Regions from separate parts of the Callithrix jacchus genome. Here region 2 is linked to region 1. Evidence: chromatin contacts called from public Hi-C data. All regions are on one chromosome and are shown on one strand. Each heading gives the region's core, a stretch centred on a gene start, on an enhancer-like site or on the middle of the called end of the contact. The rest is flanking DNA. Distances are from core to core; before and after follow the strand shown.

Evidence for each region. Hi-C and Micro-C count contacts between places; a contact is called where the count stands out from the background.
Region 2: a Hi-C map of induced pluripotent stem cells shows a contact between it and region 1, with 4 times the contacts expected there. The contact joins two enhancer-like sites. A contact is called at or near these places in 3 of 3 Hi-C or Micro-C datasets (induced pluripotent stem cells and skeletal muscle).

What each region holds. Positions count from the first base shown.
Region 1 is chr8:102,943,255-102,950,789 of calJac240_pri, reverse strand. The region is part of intron 6 of RAD51B (RAD51 paralog B); the gene reads right to left. It also overlaps the pseudogene LOC103795813. Among named protein-coding and RNA genes, the nearest start is that of RAD51B, 110 kb to the right of the region's middle. Within about 2 kb of position 4,754, at least 8 of the 16 cell types and tissues checked have an H3K27ac peak or open chromatin away from gene starts, as enhancers often do.
Region 2 is chr8:103,826,380-103,833,914 of calJac240_pri, reverse strand. It overlaps LOC144577434 (a long non-coding RNA gene), which reads right to left. Exons shown (of 2, transcript XR_013521298.1): 1 at 2,471-7,535; 2 at 1,268-1,881. Among named protein-coding and RNA genes, the nearest start is that of ZFP36L1, 54 kb to the right of the region's middle. Within about 2 kb of position 3,459, at least 6 of the 16 cell types and tissues checked have an H3K27ac peak or open chromatin away from gene starts, as enhancers often do.

The DNA.
Region 1 (7,535 bases), core at 3,505-6,004:
CATTTAAGGGTTATGAAACTCACTGGGAAACTTGTGAAGGCTATGGACTTTCTTCCCAGAAAAATTATAAGTACACACACATAAAATTTTATATAATTTGAGGCATTCTATACACTTACTAAAACCCAATCATGGACCTCAATTTAAAACTCTTGGTGTGGGCCAGAGGCAGTGGCTCACGCCTATAATCCCAGCACTTTGGGAGGCTGAGGCGGGCGGATCACCTGAGGTCAGGAGTTCGAGAGCAGCCTGGCCAACATGGTGAAACGCCATCTCTACTAAAAATACAAAAATTAGCTGGGCATGGTGGCACATGCCAGCTAATCAGGAGGCTGAGGCGCAAGCACTGCTTGAACCCAGGAGCTGAGATCGTGCCACTGCACTCCAGCCTGGGTGACAAAGCGAGACTCTATGGCAAAAACTAAACAAGCAAAAAACAACTCTTGGTCTGTTTATTCACCAATCACATACCCTTCAATATCCCAGGAGCTTGGTATCGTGTGTGAAAATAATAAAGTGAAGCTTTTTGAAGAAAAATCAATTGAAAGAAAAATGTTTAATGTCCCAAGATGAAAGGAGTAGTTGGCAATTTGGGGTATCACTAAGCTGGCTGTACTCTAAAAGGTCTCACCAGACGACACTAGAGAAGCCATCTAGAAGGTAACATGGTCTTAGACTGTGCACAAACCACTTTAATATCTCAGACTTCCACTGCTGACTAACACCTTCTTGCTTTAGATATTTTAATAACATTTAATCAGTGGAAATTTTTGACATAATAGTATAGCCAGATTTTCCTTACTATTACTGATTCTTATCTAGAAGACAGTTTAGCCACTCACTGTAGCCAAGTCTTGCTTTTTCCTTGGCTACAAGGAATACAACTAAAAAAATATTTTAATATAGCAATACATTCAAGGTAGATATGATTTTTTCTTTCTTTTTGGTGAAAGGGCTCCCTGGCTTATCCAACAATCACAATGCCTCAAATTCATCTTTGCATCTTCTTGACTCACTTAATCCAGCAGATTTCAAAAAATGTCTATTGGGTATCTAATAACTATAAAGTTCATAAGGGCAAGGTCCAGGTCACCTTTGGTTCCCTATGGTATGCCCAGTGATTAACTGCCTGACACACAGTAAGTGCTCAAAAAATACAACTTTAATATGTTGATCAAACTCTTGCAGCAACTACCAGTTCAACCACTAGGTATATGAGCTTGGCAAGTTACTAAGTATCTCTGAGATCGTTTATTTACCTAAAAAAGTGAATAATGATATTCATACAATTAGTACTAAGATTAAATAAGATCAAGTACACAAAGCACACTACTGTAGTATCAAAAACACTGCATTATTCTTTAATGTAAACCTATATTTTTAAGGCCTGTTAAAATATAGCTAAATTTTAAAATATGACACTATAGTCATATTGATATGGTTCAAATTAACTTTACAACCACATTCTTACAAAAAACAAAAACAATAAAGGGCCAAAAAAGCTAGGAGCAAAAATATTAAAATACAGAGACAAAGACAGCTAAAAAAACAAAAACCAAAAAAACCTCATAAATAAGGCAATGTTTTGAAAGAAAATAACTTCCTTATATATTTGTGGCTTAAAACACAACTAATATTTTCCAAGTGACAAAGCTGGCACAAACATAGCAATTGGGAGATTTAGTTTTCCTAAAATTATTTTTCAGCTCTGTCAAACAAAAAAAATCTTTACTTCTTAAAGGCACGTACTCTAAAATGAAATTGTCTTGGTGGTACAAAAGCGCCTATTAAAATGTGCTTTAGTTTTCTTCTGCCTCCACACCCCCTGCCTGCACTGTTTTCTTTAAAAACTAAGTCTATAGTGCCATCTACTGTGTCTGTTCAGATCACATCACTTTTGCTGGTTTTATCCAGCAAAAGAAACAAGAAATGCAGCAAATTTAGAATCTGTCACTTTATACAATGTACTTAGATGTAAATACCTACCTATATACACTATCTATACCTATATCTGTATCTCCACCCATATTTAGTATCTGAGCAACAATTTACCTGCTTTCTTTCCACTTTCTTCTTAAGTGGGCCCGAATTCATTATAACCCAAGTATCATAATAGGAACCAACATGTTTACCTCTATACATTAGAGGAAAGAGGTACAGTAATAATAACAAACCTTTATTGAGGGCTTACTGTAGGTCAAATAGTATTCTAAGTGCTTAAGCAAAATAAAGATTCCATAGATAAAGCTTCAAAACCATTTACTCCACTCACATCAGTGAAAATGACTGCTGTTTATTTATTTTGTGGTTGTTGTTTGTTTGTTTGTTTGAGACAGGAGTTTCACTGTTGTTACCCAGACTGGAGTGCAATGGCACAATCTTGGCTCACTGCAACCTCCGCCTTCTGGGTTCAAGCAATTCTCCTGCCTCAGCCTCCGGAGTAGCTGGGACTACAGGCGCGCACCACCATGCCCAGTTAATTTTTGTATTTTTAGTAGAGACGGGGTTTCACCTTGTTGACCAGGATGGTCTCAATCTCTTGACCTCGTGATCCACTCGCCTCGGCCTCCCAAAGTGCTGGGATTATACGCGTCTGAGCCACTGTGCCCAGACTGTTTATTTGTTTTACATGGATATACCACCATGCAAATAAAACCAAGCATCTTGAGGAAAAGAGCTGTAATTCACTGTTCTTTTAAAATAAATGGATGTCAACTCCACAGCCAGTGGTAAAAAATGATTTGATGGATGGATGGATGGATGGATGGATGGATGGATGGAAGGAAGGAATAATAGACAAATGGATGGATAAAGATGGCCAGCCCACGGCGCCTATGACAGTACCCATCATATTTTTTAACCCACAGGGTCTTTTTCATTACAAAGATGTACCTTTAGCCAGAAAACTCAACATATTAAGGAAATCTCCAGTTAATTCAAAACCTCCTTCTTCCTCCCTAAGTGTATATTTAGGGAGCACAAAGAAAAAAGTTTTAAAAGGTCACTTATAAACATGGTTTGTCTCCAATATAAGAAAATGTGTATTAGTACAAGCCTCATAACTTACATATCTAAATAAGTGATGTTTGTGAAATGTATCAACCAAGAACTAATCTAATACTACTAGTACACAAAAATTTTTTGCAATTTCTCATTGGTAATTTCCTTTAGAGTCTGTTTTGAAAGCAATAAAAGAAAATATGTTTTACTACTTTACATTTTATTTATTATATTTAATATATTTCAGTCTATTAGTTTGACTACCCATCTTACTCATCACACTCGGCTCTAAATGACAGTTGACTGTTTCAAAATTCAAAACAGCCTACAAAAGAAAGACCTGCCACCACAGAAAACTGACAAAAGAACTTACCAAGAAAGAAGTATGCATTAAATGGGTATATATCTTCTACGACCATTTTGAGAGAAACAACATTCATTTGGATACACTACTGCTGACATTTAAAAAGAAAGAAACTCGGGCATCATATTTTTAAGTCACTGAATTTTATAACTGCAACTATTCCCATATAGTTTTCATTTGTTATACATATCAATGTTCTCTGTCTTAAGTCTTCCTTTCATAAAACTGTAAAGACTCTGTAGTCTTCTTGGAAGACTTGGCAGGCTTTGAAACTTCAACGCATTGACGTTACTCCTGCTACTTCACATAAACCTTCACTTTAAGTTCAGTGTGTCTGCCACCATATTGCTCAATTCTTCTACTATTCCAAATGCTCTGAAGCAGCTTCCAAGAAATCCTTGTTTGGATCAGCAAAAACAATTTGATGTCATCAGCAGATTTCACCATTTCCTTCTGGAGTCATTAAAACACTAAACAAGCACGATCTTGGTATCAATCCTTGGGTTTCCTATCATTAACTTCTCTCCAGCTGAAGTCAAGCTATTCTCTCTACATTGTGATTTCCAAAATAGGACCAGGATGTGTTTATGTGCTAGAAGTGTACACATTGATGGATTTTTATAATGAAAGTTGCAGAATGCATTATGAAAGTAAAAGGGGGAAAATCCCAAAAGCCAGAGAAATCAGCAAAGAGAAGCAGCTCCTAGTTGAGTTGTCTCATCCAAGCATACTGCCTCGTATTTAACTGATTCTTAAACCTCGACAGGATTTTAACCTTTCCCCACCAATTACTTATTTCTGTTATAATTATACGAGAGACTTTATTAAACACATTTGAAAATTCTCTGTGAATTATAACCAGCAGGTCTAACTACTTTATTCACTTTTCCTCTCTTTACTACATTTAAAGAGAGAAAAGCAAAGAGTCCCTACCCAGAAAGTAAAAAAGCAAACAGTTTTCTACCCAAACTGGTCTGTACTCTGAACAAGAGAAATCACTCTTTCTTTTATTGAAGTGCAAATCTGTTTGAAGCGTTCATTCTGCTTTCCCAGCCTGCTCTCTGCAGCTGCATAAAAGATGAGACTTGGGAATAAAAGAAAACTAGGCTGGGGCCAAAAAGCAATACTGTCCATATGCAAACTCACTCAAAGAGCAGTAGTTTCTGTACATCCCTTCCCACTGCTTCCATTCTAGCAGACCCCTAGCCAAAAGGAGGAGTGACTGTGCTATATCTGTATGTCCAATCCTGTTCAAAACAACTTCTTATATGAAATCAGGGGAAGGATAAGTTTACTAAACCCCCAGTTCTGACAGAGAGCATGAGGCATTCTCAGGGTCAACTTTTAGCTCTAAGCTGGCTGGAATTAGGCAAGTTTAAGAGAGCAATAGGGAGAGTCTAACAGGTCTCTTACAATGCTTGTGACAGAGGCATAGCAGCAGGGAGTAGAAATCACTTTACCTATCTTACCCCATGCAAAATTAAGGCAAAATCTTCCTCCATGCCAAATCTGCAACAGACTTTCAGAATGTCTAGAAACCCATTAGCCTACATGCAAGGGTATCAGGTAACCTTATAATCCCAGCATTCTCCTCAGGCCAGCAGTGAACCACACACAATTGAAAAAGTTCACCACCTCAAAAAAGAACTCTGCTGGGATCAGAAGGGTATTCTCAAGGGTTTTGAATTAGATGTCATTATAACTCCATGTTATTTTTAATACCCTTCTTCGGATTTTGCTCCACACAGAATTCCCAAGTTACAGAAGGACCATGAACAATGTCCAGATGTATAAAATGCAAAAATACTTCCCTCCTACTTGTGGATTCCAAGATAAACACCACAAGAAGCACATGTGACTAAACTTAGAGCTCATTCCAAATTAAATACTGCATCATGTGCACAGTTTAGGGCTTAAAAAACAAAACCCCACAAATATTCTGCACGGTTCATAAGCCAGGCTTGGGCAAGCACATGACCACGTTATAAGAAGGAACCATGAATTGAAGAGTAGGGGTAAAGGGTGAGAAAAGTCTTAGTCAAAACCTTTCCCAGAAAATTGGTGCTGTTTTCAGTGAACATTTGTATAATGTGGGACACAGATGAAAGAGGAAACTATTTTTCTGTGCTTTTTTTTTTCCCTACTGACATCCTTATTTCTAAAACTGTCCACCAAATTGGGAAACTCTGCAAAGATTTCAAAATTCCGAGCCAAAGCCAAGCACAAACATCATTAAATACAGATACAAACACACACACTGAGGTAATGAGAACTTATATCTCTGACTGAGCAGACCAGACAGAATCTTCTGATATATAAGCTGAGTTCTGGACAGAGTACATGGAACCTTATGGGACAGACCAGGAGAGTCAGGCAATGTGAAAAGACCTCTCCACTAGTGTTACTGTGTTTCGAAAAAAAAGTAAAAAATAGATGGATAAAGTAAAAAGACAGCTAAGAGATAGTATAGCTAACCGGGTAAGTTCAGTTTTTCTCCCACAACTTAACCTAAGCAAAAGCTTTCAAGAAATTCAGACTGGGAAATGTTTAGTTACGGAAATATCTTTTTAAAAAAAAAACTACATAACATTTGACAGATGCACATATATGTAAAATATATGTAATGTTTGACAGATGTAACACTTGACAGATGCATATATATTTTACATATATATATTTTACTACATTTAAATAGAGAAAAGCTTTGTCAAATGTTACATAGTTTTATATATATAACTTTTGTTTTATGTTAGTTATATACATAAAACTATTGTTTTATATATATAGTTACATAGTTTTATATATATAACTTTTGTTTCATATATGTATAATGTGGGTTATGAAGCATAATTAAAGAATATATACCTAATGAACCCAGCACTGAATTTATGAATTAGAATATTTCCAATCTCCTATGGACTAAATGTTTGTGTCCTCCCAAAATTAATGTATTAAAACCCTAATCCCCAATGTAATGGTATTTAGACATAGGGCCTTTAGGTAGGTCATTAAGGTTAGATTAAATCTTGAAGTTGGAGTCTCTATGATGGGAACAGCCATGTGAGGACATAACCAGGAAGAGGCCACCCAACCGTGCTTCCACCCTGATCTCAGACTTCCAGCCTTCAGAACTGTGAGAAATAAATGTTGGTTATTTGAGCTACCTAATCTATATGGTAATTTGCTATAGCAGCCCAAGCTAACTAAAACACAATCCCAGCGAAGCTGCACATGGGCCTCTACCAAAAACCATCTTCCTGCCTCCATGCAATGATCATCACTATTCTGAATTGTGCATTTTTTTCATTCTTGTCTTTTTTTTTAAATAAAGTTCTTACCCTAACTGTTGGAGTTTTCTTTCTTTAAAGGAATTAGGTATTTCACTTACTACTGTCAATTTTATATACACTATCTAGCTTTGCAAGAATCTATATAAAAGCATGCACAATTTGGCTTCCTCCTTTTTAAGGCTAACATCCTAGAGTAAGATGACATATAATATATATTGGGTACATACATGTATTTAAAATGAATTTGGTATTCCCTTTTTTGCTCCTGTTTGTGTGTGTTTCCACATTAGAGGAGGGAAAATAGTAAAGCCTTTATCTAATATATCAGAAAAAAGTATCCACCTGTATGTCTGTCTTCCTCCCATTTTAAGTAATTCAAGATATGAAATTATCTCTTACTTGCTCTAATTTCCTAGTACCTAACAAAGTGCTAAATGTCAAATAATTATTTTTCAATTAATCTCTCAAATTAAAGCCCAGATGCACACAGTCAGAGCTGGTCAACAACAACAAATATTGTTCTTTTGATCAGTGTTTTTCTTACATAACAGATCTCTTCATTTCTCAAGCCTAAGTTTACCAATTATCTTCCTAGATGGCAAATCATATAAGTCACTAAAATCACTTCCTCACCCACTAAATAAAAATCTTAGGTGGCAATGAAATTGTCAAGTGAGACCATTTTCTCGAGAGTCATACAGTGCTAAGGAGTCCATCTGGGCAAGCACACTATCACACACACAAGTTTAATTTAATAGTATTTGAGCTATTCTCAACCACAGATGCCAATATGACATGGAGACATCAACTGTTTTCTGCTGAAGAACAGCATCATCTACAAAGCAAACTATACACAAAATGACTGAGAAGTTCCTGCTATT
Region 2 (7,535 bases), core at 2,210-4,709, 880 kb before region 1:
TCTCTACTAAAAATATAAAAATTAGCTGGTCGTGGTGGTGGGTGTCTGTAATCCCAGCTACTCGGGATGCCGAGGCAGGAGAGTTGCTTGAGCCCAAGAGAAGGAGGTTGTAGTGAGCTGAAATTGTGCCACTGCACTCCAGCCTGGGTGACAGAGTGAGAATCTGTCTCAAAAAATATAAGTAAATAAATATGACTACAGAGACTGCTGCTTCTATGACTCCAAGAATGTCGCCTCCATTGCATGAGTATTGGCTGTACCTCTTATACCTGAGGTACGGGAGTTTGAGACCAGCTTGGCCCACAATCCATCTAACTGGTAATGACCTTTATGGAGACGGCATTGGCAACCTGCTTCCGGAGCATTGAGATATGTCTGTCCTTTGGTATTAAAGATAGTCCAGCTCCAGAAGCAACTCCAGGAAAGCTGTTAGAGATGTGCACAAAGACATGTTTAGGGGTGTCTGTAGCACTATTTATAAAGTAAATCTCAGGAAGCAACTAACAAGAGAGATTGGTTAAATAAATTAGAAAATGACGATAGGATGTACTATCATGTTCTTGAATAATATTTTAAGGACATGGGAAAGTTTGCATGATATGGGAATTGATGGGAAAAAAGAGAATACACAATTATTTGTAGTGGGTTAATAACACTGTAAACCAGAAAACTTTGTACACATAGGAATTGGCTGAAAATACACCAACATGTTAGCAGTTGCTGTAACTGGGTGAGGTTACAGGGGATTGTTGTTTTCTTCTTTTTAATGTTTTTCTCTATTTTAAAACTTCCATAACAAACAGCTATTATTTTATCAGCAGTAAAAAAAAAAACACCACTGTGTGTGTGTTTATTCCAGGTCTTATCATCATGGAAGAAATGTTTTCTTTAAATTCTATTTATAAGGAGGTAAGTTCCTTGTGTATAAAGCCTATGCCTTTTGGTGAAGAAAAAAATTCCTCGTTTCCTCAAGTTGTTAAAATATTAAAGGCATTTTTTATTCTATTTAAATTCCTGGGTCAATTGCTGCTGTGGAAACTATTGTAATGGATAATCTATAAAAGGATAAATGCAACTATTAAAAATTACTGAATGTACATGCTATGGTAAAAAAATATATATTGTACAGTGTATGTAATAAACCTCTCCCCTCCCCAAGAAATAATCACTATTAAGTTTCTCACATATTCTTCCAGAAGGTTACCATGCACACACCAACCTATATGTGTATTTTTATTTAGTTTTATAGAAGAGAATAAGTTATATCTTTTATAGTCTTTAAAAAACATTTTATTAATGTATAATTCACATACGATACAATTCCCTCATTTAAAGAGTACAGTTCAGTGACTTTTGTTTTTCTCTTTATGTGTGTGTGAGATGGTCACAGAGGAGGTCTCACTCTGTTGCCCAGGCTCAAATGTAGTGGCATGACCTCAGCTCACTGCAGCCTCAACCTCCCAAGTTCAAGCAATCCTCTCACCTCAGCCTCCCTAGTAGCTGGGACTACAGCCATGCGCCACCATGCCTGGCCAATTTTTATATTTTTTGTAGAGATGAGTTTCACCATGTTTCCCAGGCTGGTCTCAAACTCTTGAGCTTAAGCAATATGCCTGCCTCGGCCTACCAAAGTGCTGGGATTACAGGCGTGAGCCACTGTGCCCAGTTTAGCTCAGTGATTTTTAAGGTAAATTTATAGAGTTGTACAACCATCACCACGGTCCAGACACTCACCATGGTGCTTTCTCACCATGTTGCTTCAACATTGCTTCTTGAAGATGGCTCTGCATAAGTGGGTATGGATCTCTCTCATTGTTTTCAGTGGTATGCCGGGTTTTCCATCACATGGATGGACCATCGTTTATATGGATATATCTATATCTATCCAAAAGAAAGGAAATCAGTAAATTGAAGAGATATTTGCACTCCTGTTTATTGCAGCACTATTCATGATGGCCAAGATATGGAATCAATGTAAGTGCCATCAATGGATGAATAAAGAAAGAAAATGTGACATATATACACAATGAAATATTATTCAGCTATAAAAAAATGATAAAAATCCTATCATTTGCAGCAACATGGATGGAATGGAGATCAACATATTACGTGAAATAAGCCAGGCACCGAAAGACAAATGCCACATAATTTCACTCATGTGGAAGCTAAAAACAAAAGTGGATCTCATGGAGCTAGAGTGGAGAATGACAGTTAACAGAAGCTGGGAAGGGGGGCTGGGGAAGATGAGAGAGGCTGGCTAATGGGTACAAACATACAGCTACACAGAGGGAATATCTAGTAGTTGATAATACTGCAGGTGAATTATAATTAATAATAGCATTGCATATTTCAAAATAGCTAGAAGGCTTATAATGTTCCCAACATTATAAGATAAATGGTTGGGGTGATGTGTATTCTAATGGTCCTGATTTTCTCTTTACATGTTGTATACATGCAATAAAAATATCACCTGAGGCTGGGCGTGGGGCTCATGCCTGTGATCCCAGCACTCTGGGAGGCGGAAGTGGAAGGAGTGCTTGAGGCTGGGAGTTTGAGACCAGCTTGGGCCACAGAGGGAGATCCTGTCCCAAAAGAAGAGAGGTCGGGGAGGGGCGGAGGGGAGGAGAAAGAGAATAAAAAACGAATTAAATTAAAAACAAACACATATACCCCCAATATATGTACAGCTATGATGTATCAATAAGAAAATACTCCAACAATGAGAAAAACCAAAGCGAAATGTAGGACGGTACACTTGAATAGTGACCAGGGACTGTGCGTCCTGAGCCCGTGGTGTTCAGGTCTCCTCCTCTCTTGGAATTCCGCAGTTGGCCAGCAGGTGGCGCTTGTGCTCCCCATGGCCGCGATCCGTGAAACTGGATTTAATATAGTAACCCGATGTTGTTCTGAACATATAATTTTCAAACCTTCCAGTCCACCACAAGGAAAACCTCCGAGGATTTTCTTCTGGGAAGAGCAATTAGCCTAACCTCTTAGGAGGAGAAATTGCATCTCTGAGCTTGTCTGGGAAAGTAACATACCCTCCCAAGAGCCGTCTTGGGGAGGGCAGAGAGAAACCGCGGAGCAGCCTGTGGGAAGAGGAAGGGGTGCTGAAGAAGGAAGGGCTGGGAACTGCAGCATAGGGTTTGGGGCTTGGGGTGGGAAATATCCTAGGTCTGAGAACAGCCTGAGCCTGTGGGCTTCCGGGCTTAGGCTGGAGGGTAACAGAGAGACCGAATGGGTGCAAGATTACTTAGGTGTGCTGAAGACGCTCCGCCCAGCCCAGGCCAGGCTGGGAGACCCCCTTCCTCGCCTACCTACTGTGGCTAAATGCCAGGCACTGGTGACACAGCCGTGACAAGACGGGCCTGGTCCCTGACCTACCGAGCCTGCAGCTCGAGGGGGGAATAGCAGCGACCGGGATCTAACGGGGTGGTTGAGGTGTGTTTGGGGTGGGAGTTGGGCAGCTTTCAGGGGTCTCCTCCAAGTCAAGGGGGACAGGCCACTGCCCAGACTCCAGACGCCCTGGGATGGGGAGACTAGACTGGAAGGAGCCATCGGAGTAGGGATAAGGTGAACCAGGGCAGGGGGAGAGAGCAGCTGCTGGGGGTCATGGGGCAAGAGCAGGGAGTTCCAAGATGGGGGATGCCCTTAGCCTGTGGGAGAGGAGAGTGGCACCCTGTGCTGTGGTCACAGATAAGGCTAGGAGGGGTGTGTCCTATTTTGAAGAAGAGGCCTTGCTTCGGCAAAGGCTATAATTGGGAAGAGAGAGAGAGAGAAAGAAGGGAGATAGAAAGGGAAGAGATAAAGAGAATTATTTGGTCGATACCCTCAGGAAGTGTCCTCAGTGGAAAGTGAAAACATGCCAGTGTACAAGTACACACACACACACACACACACACACACAGTTACCATAAGGATGTCAGCAACTAGAGCAAAAGGAAGCATCCAGCTGGCTAAGCCTATCTGACCTTGAGCAAATACTTAACCTCCCTAAGGTTTCTTCATCTGTAAACTGGGAGCAATACTAGTATTGGCCTCAGAGGGCTGTTAAGAAGATGAAGCACAGTAATGCTTGTGAAGCACGCAGTGTGGTCCCTGGCAGCAGTAAGGCCTCACGAATCATTGTTATTGTTGTTACTCATCATGATCATTAATATCAGTTGTGATCTACTGGAAAAGGAGGGATAAGAAAAGGTGGGATATGGATGGGCACAGCCAAGACCAGTGCACGGGATGGGGAAAGTAATCCAAGCTGGAGAAGAAATAACTTGTGGGAACAGAGGTGAAGAGGTAGAAGGGCGAGATTCTAAGTCCTTGCTACTCAAAGTGTGGGCTGAAGACTTACCAGCAGCAGCAGCACCTGGGCACTTGTTAGAAGTACAGCATCTCAGCCCCCGACCCAGGTCTATCCACTCAGAATCTGCATCTTTTCAAGCTGTTCAGGTGATTTGTTTGCATGGGGGAGTTTAAGAAGCACAGCTCGCAGCCATCTCAGCCATAACTCCTGGGAGTAAACCATGCTGGTGCCACAGATGGAGCAGCAGAGAGAAGGCTAGAGAGGGATGGGAACCAGTTGGTACATATCCCTGACATAGTTCCATATGCAAGTTACTGCCCAGGATTCAATATTTATCACCATTTTTTTCCCTTTGAGGTAAAATATATACGAAGAAATATGTATATGAACTGTACCTCTGAGTTTTAGCAAGTGCACATCTACCAATGTAAACTTGGACTACAGTCAAGATATAAAGCCTAATCAGCCACCCAGAAAGTTTCCTCATACCTCTTCCTAATCGATCCCTGCTCCGGTCCCTAGATGCAGCAGTTGTTTTGACTTATTTTCCGCAACATAAATTACTTTGCCAGTTTTAGAACTCCGTATCCATGGAATCATATGATAGGTACTCTTGCACAACCCTTCATTTATGCAGCAGAATGCTTTTAGACACAGCTGTGTCACTGTGTGTATCAGTCATCTGGCCCTTTGTATTGCTGTGTGGTATTCTGTTGTATAGGTGCATCACAGTTTGCTCATCCACTTCGCTGTTTCTGATTTTTGGTTATTGCAAATTAGGCTGCTAGGAAAATTCCTGTCTTTTTGTGAACACACATTTACATTTCTCTTGGATAAATACCTAGAAGTGGGATTGTTAGGTCACAGGGTAGGTTGTGTTTAGTTTTATAAGAAACCACCAGCCCTATTAGAGTGGCTGTGCTACTTCATGCTTTTTCCAACTGTATTAATGAGCTCAAGCTGCCATAACAAAATACCACAGGCAGGATGGCTCAAACAACAGACATCTACTTTCTCACAGTTCTGGAGGCAGGAAGCCCCAGGTCAGGGTACCAGGCTGAGGGCTTCTTCCAGCCAAGAAGGTCGCTGCCATCTTGCTGTGTGCTTACATGACCTTTTTTTAGTGTATGAGTGCGGGGAGAGAGACAGAGAGAGAGAGAGAGAGAGAGAGAGAGAGAGAGAGAGAGAGAGAGAGAGAGAGAGAGGAGGGAGAGGAGAGAGAGGGAGAGAGAGTGACAGAAAGAAAGAGCGTGCTCTTCAGTGCCTTTTCTTATAAGGACATTAATTCTGTTGAATCAAGGCCCCCAGCTTTTATGAATTTATTTAACCTTAATCTTAACCTTAATGGTCCTATCACCAAATACAGTCACACTGGAGGTTCCGACATCTGAGATCTGGAGGGACACAATCAGTCTGTAACACCGACAATGTGTGAAAGTTCCCGTTTTGTCAGGTATTTTAATTTTAGCCATTCCTGTGGGTGTACAGGATATTTCATTGTGGTTTTATTTTACAGTTCCCTGATGACTAATAATACTGATGATCTTATTTTTTCCATTTTAAAAATTGAGGCAATATACACATAACATAAAATTTACCAACTTAACCATTTTTTTTTTTTTAACAGGATCTCACTCTGTTGCCAAGGCTGGAGTGCAGTGGGACAATCCTGACTCACTGCAGCCTCGACCTCCAGGGCTCAAGCAATTCTCCTGCCCAGGCTCCCAAATAGCTGAGCGGCTGGGACACAGCTGCACACTACCACAATTTAATCTGGTAGACACAATTTATTGTGGCTAATTATTTTTATTTTTGTATATGCAGGGTCTCCCTGTGTTGCCCAGGCTGGTCTTGAACTCCCAGCTCAACTGATCCTCATGCCTCAGCCTCTCAAAGTGTTGGGATCATAGGTTAAGTTGAGGCCATCATGCCCAGCCTCATGTTAACCATTTTAAGTGTACAGTTAGTGGTATTAAGGGCGTTCATAATGTCAGGCGACGAATCACCGCCATCTGTCTCTATGACGCTTTTTATCTCATAAAACAAACGCTGTATTTCCTAAACAGCAATTCCCCATACCTCTCTGTCCTAGCCCTGGAAACCAACATTCTACTTTCTGTCTCCATGGTTTTGACTACTGTGGGTACTTCATGTAAGTGGACTCATACATCATTTGTCCTTCTGTGACTGGCCTATTTCACATAGCAAAATGTCCTCAAGGCTCATTCATGTTGTAGCATATGTCAGAGGGTTTTTTAAAGGCTAAATAATATTCGATTACATGTATCTACCACATTATGCTTCTCCATTCATTCATTGATGGACACTCAGGGAGCCTTCACATTTTAGCTATTGTGAATAATGATGCTATCAACATGGTGTACAAATATCTGAGACCTTCTTTCAATCCTTTTGGGTATATACCCAGAAATGAAGTTGCTGGATCATATACTAATTCTATTTTTAATTTTTTGAGAAACAGCAGATACATCATTTTGCATTCCCACCAACATTGCACAAAGGTTCCAATCTCTCCACATTTTCAGCAACACTTATTTTCTGTTTTTTTAATAGTGACCATCCTAATGTGTGTGAGTGGTATCTCATTATGGTTTTCATTTGCATGTCCCTAATTAGTGTGTTCATCTGTTCTTGCATTGCTATAAAGGAATCCCTGAGCCTGGGCAATATGTAAAGGAAAGCGGTTTAATTGGCTCACTGTTCTGCAGGCTCACTGTTGTTCAGGAAGCATGGCACTGGCATCTGCTCAGCTTCTAGTGAGGCCTCAGGAAGCTTTCAACCATGGTGGAAGGTAACGGGGCAGGAGGCATGTTACATGGTGAAAGTGGAGTGAGAGAGAGAGGGTGGAGGTGTCACACACTTTCAAACAACCAGCTATCTCATGAACTCAGAGCGAGAACTCACTTATCACCAAGGAGACGGCACTAAGCCACTTAGGCGGGATCTGCCCCCACCCAGTGGTGCGACCTCCCACCAGGCCCACCTCCAGCACTGGGGATTACATTTCCACATGTGATTTGGAGGAAACAGACATCCAAGCCATATTATTCCACCCCTGGCCCCCTAAATATCATGTCCTCTCACATTGCAAAATACAGTCATTCCCTGCCAGTAGTCTCCAAAAGTCTTAACTCATTCCAGCTTCAAGTCCAAAGTCCTTTCTCATCTGAGTCTCATCTCCTTCCATCTCTCTGCCCATACAATCAAATCAAGT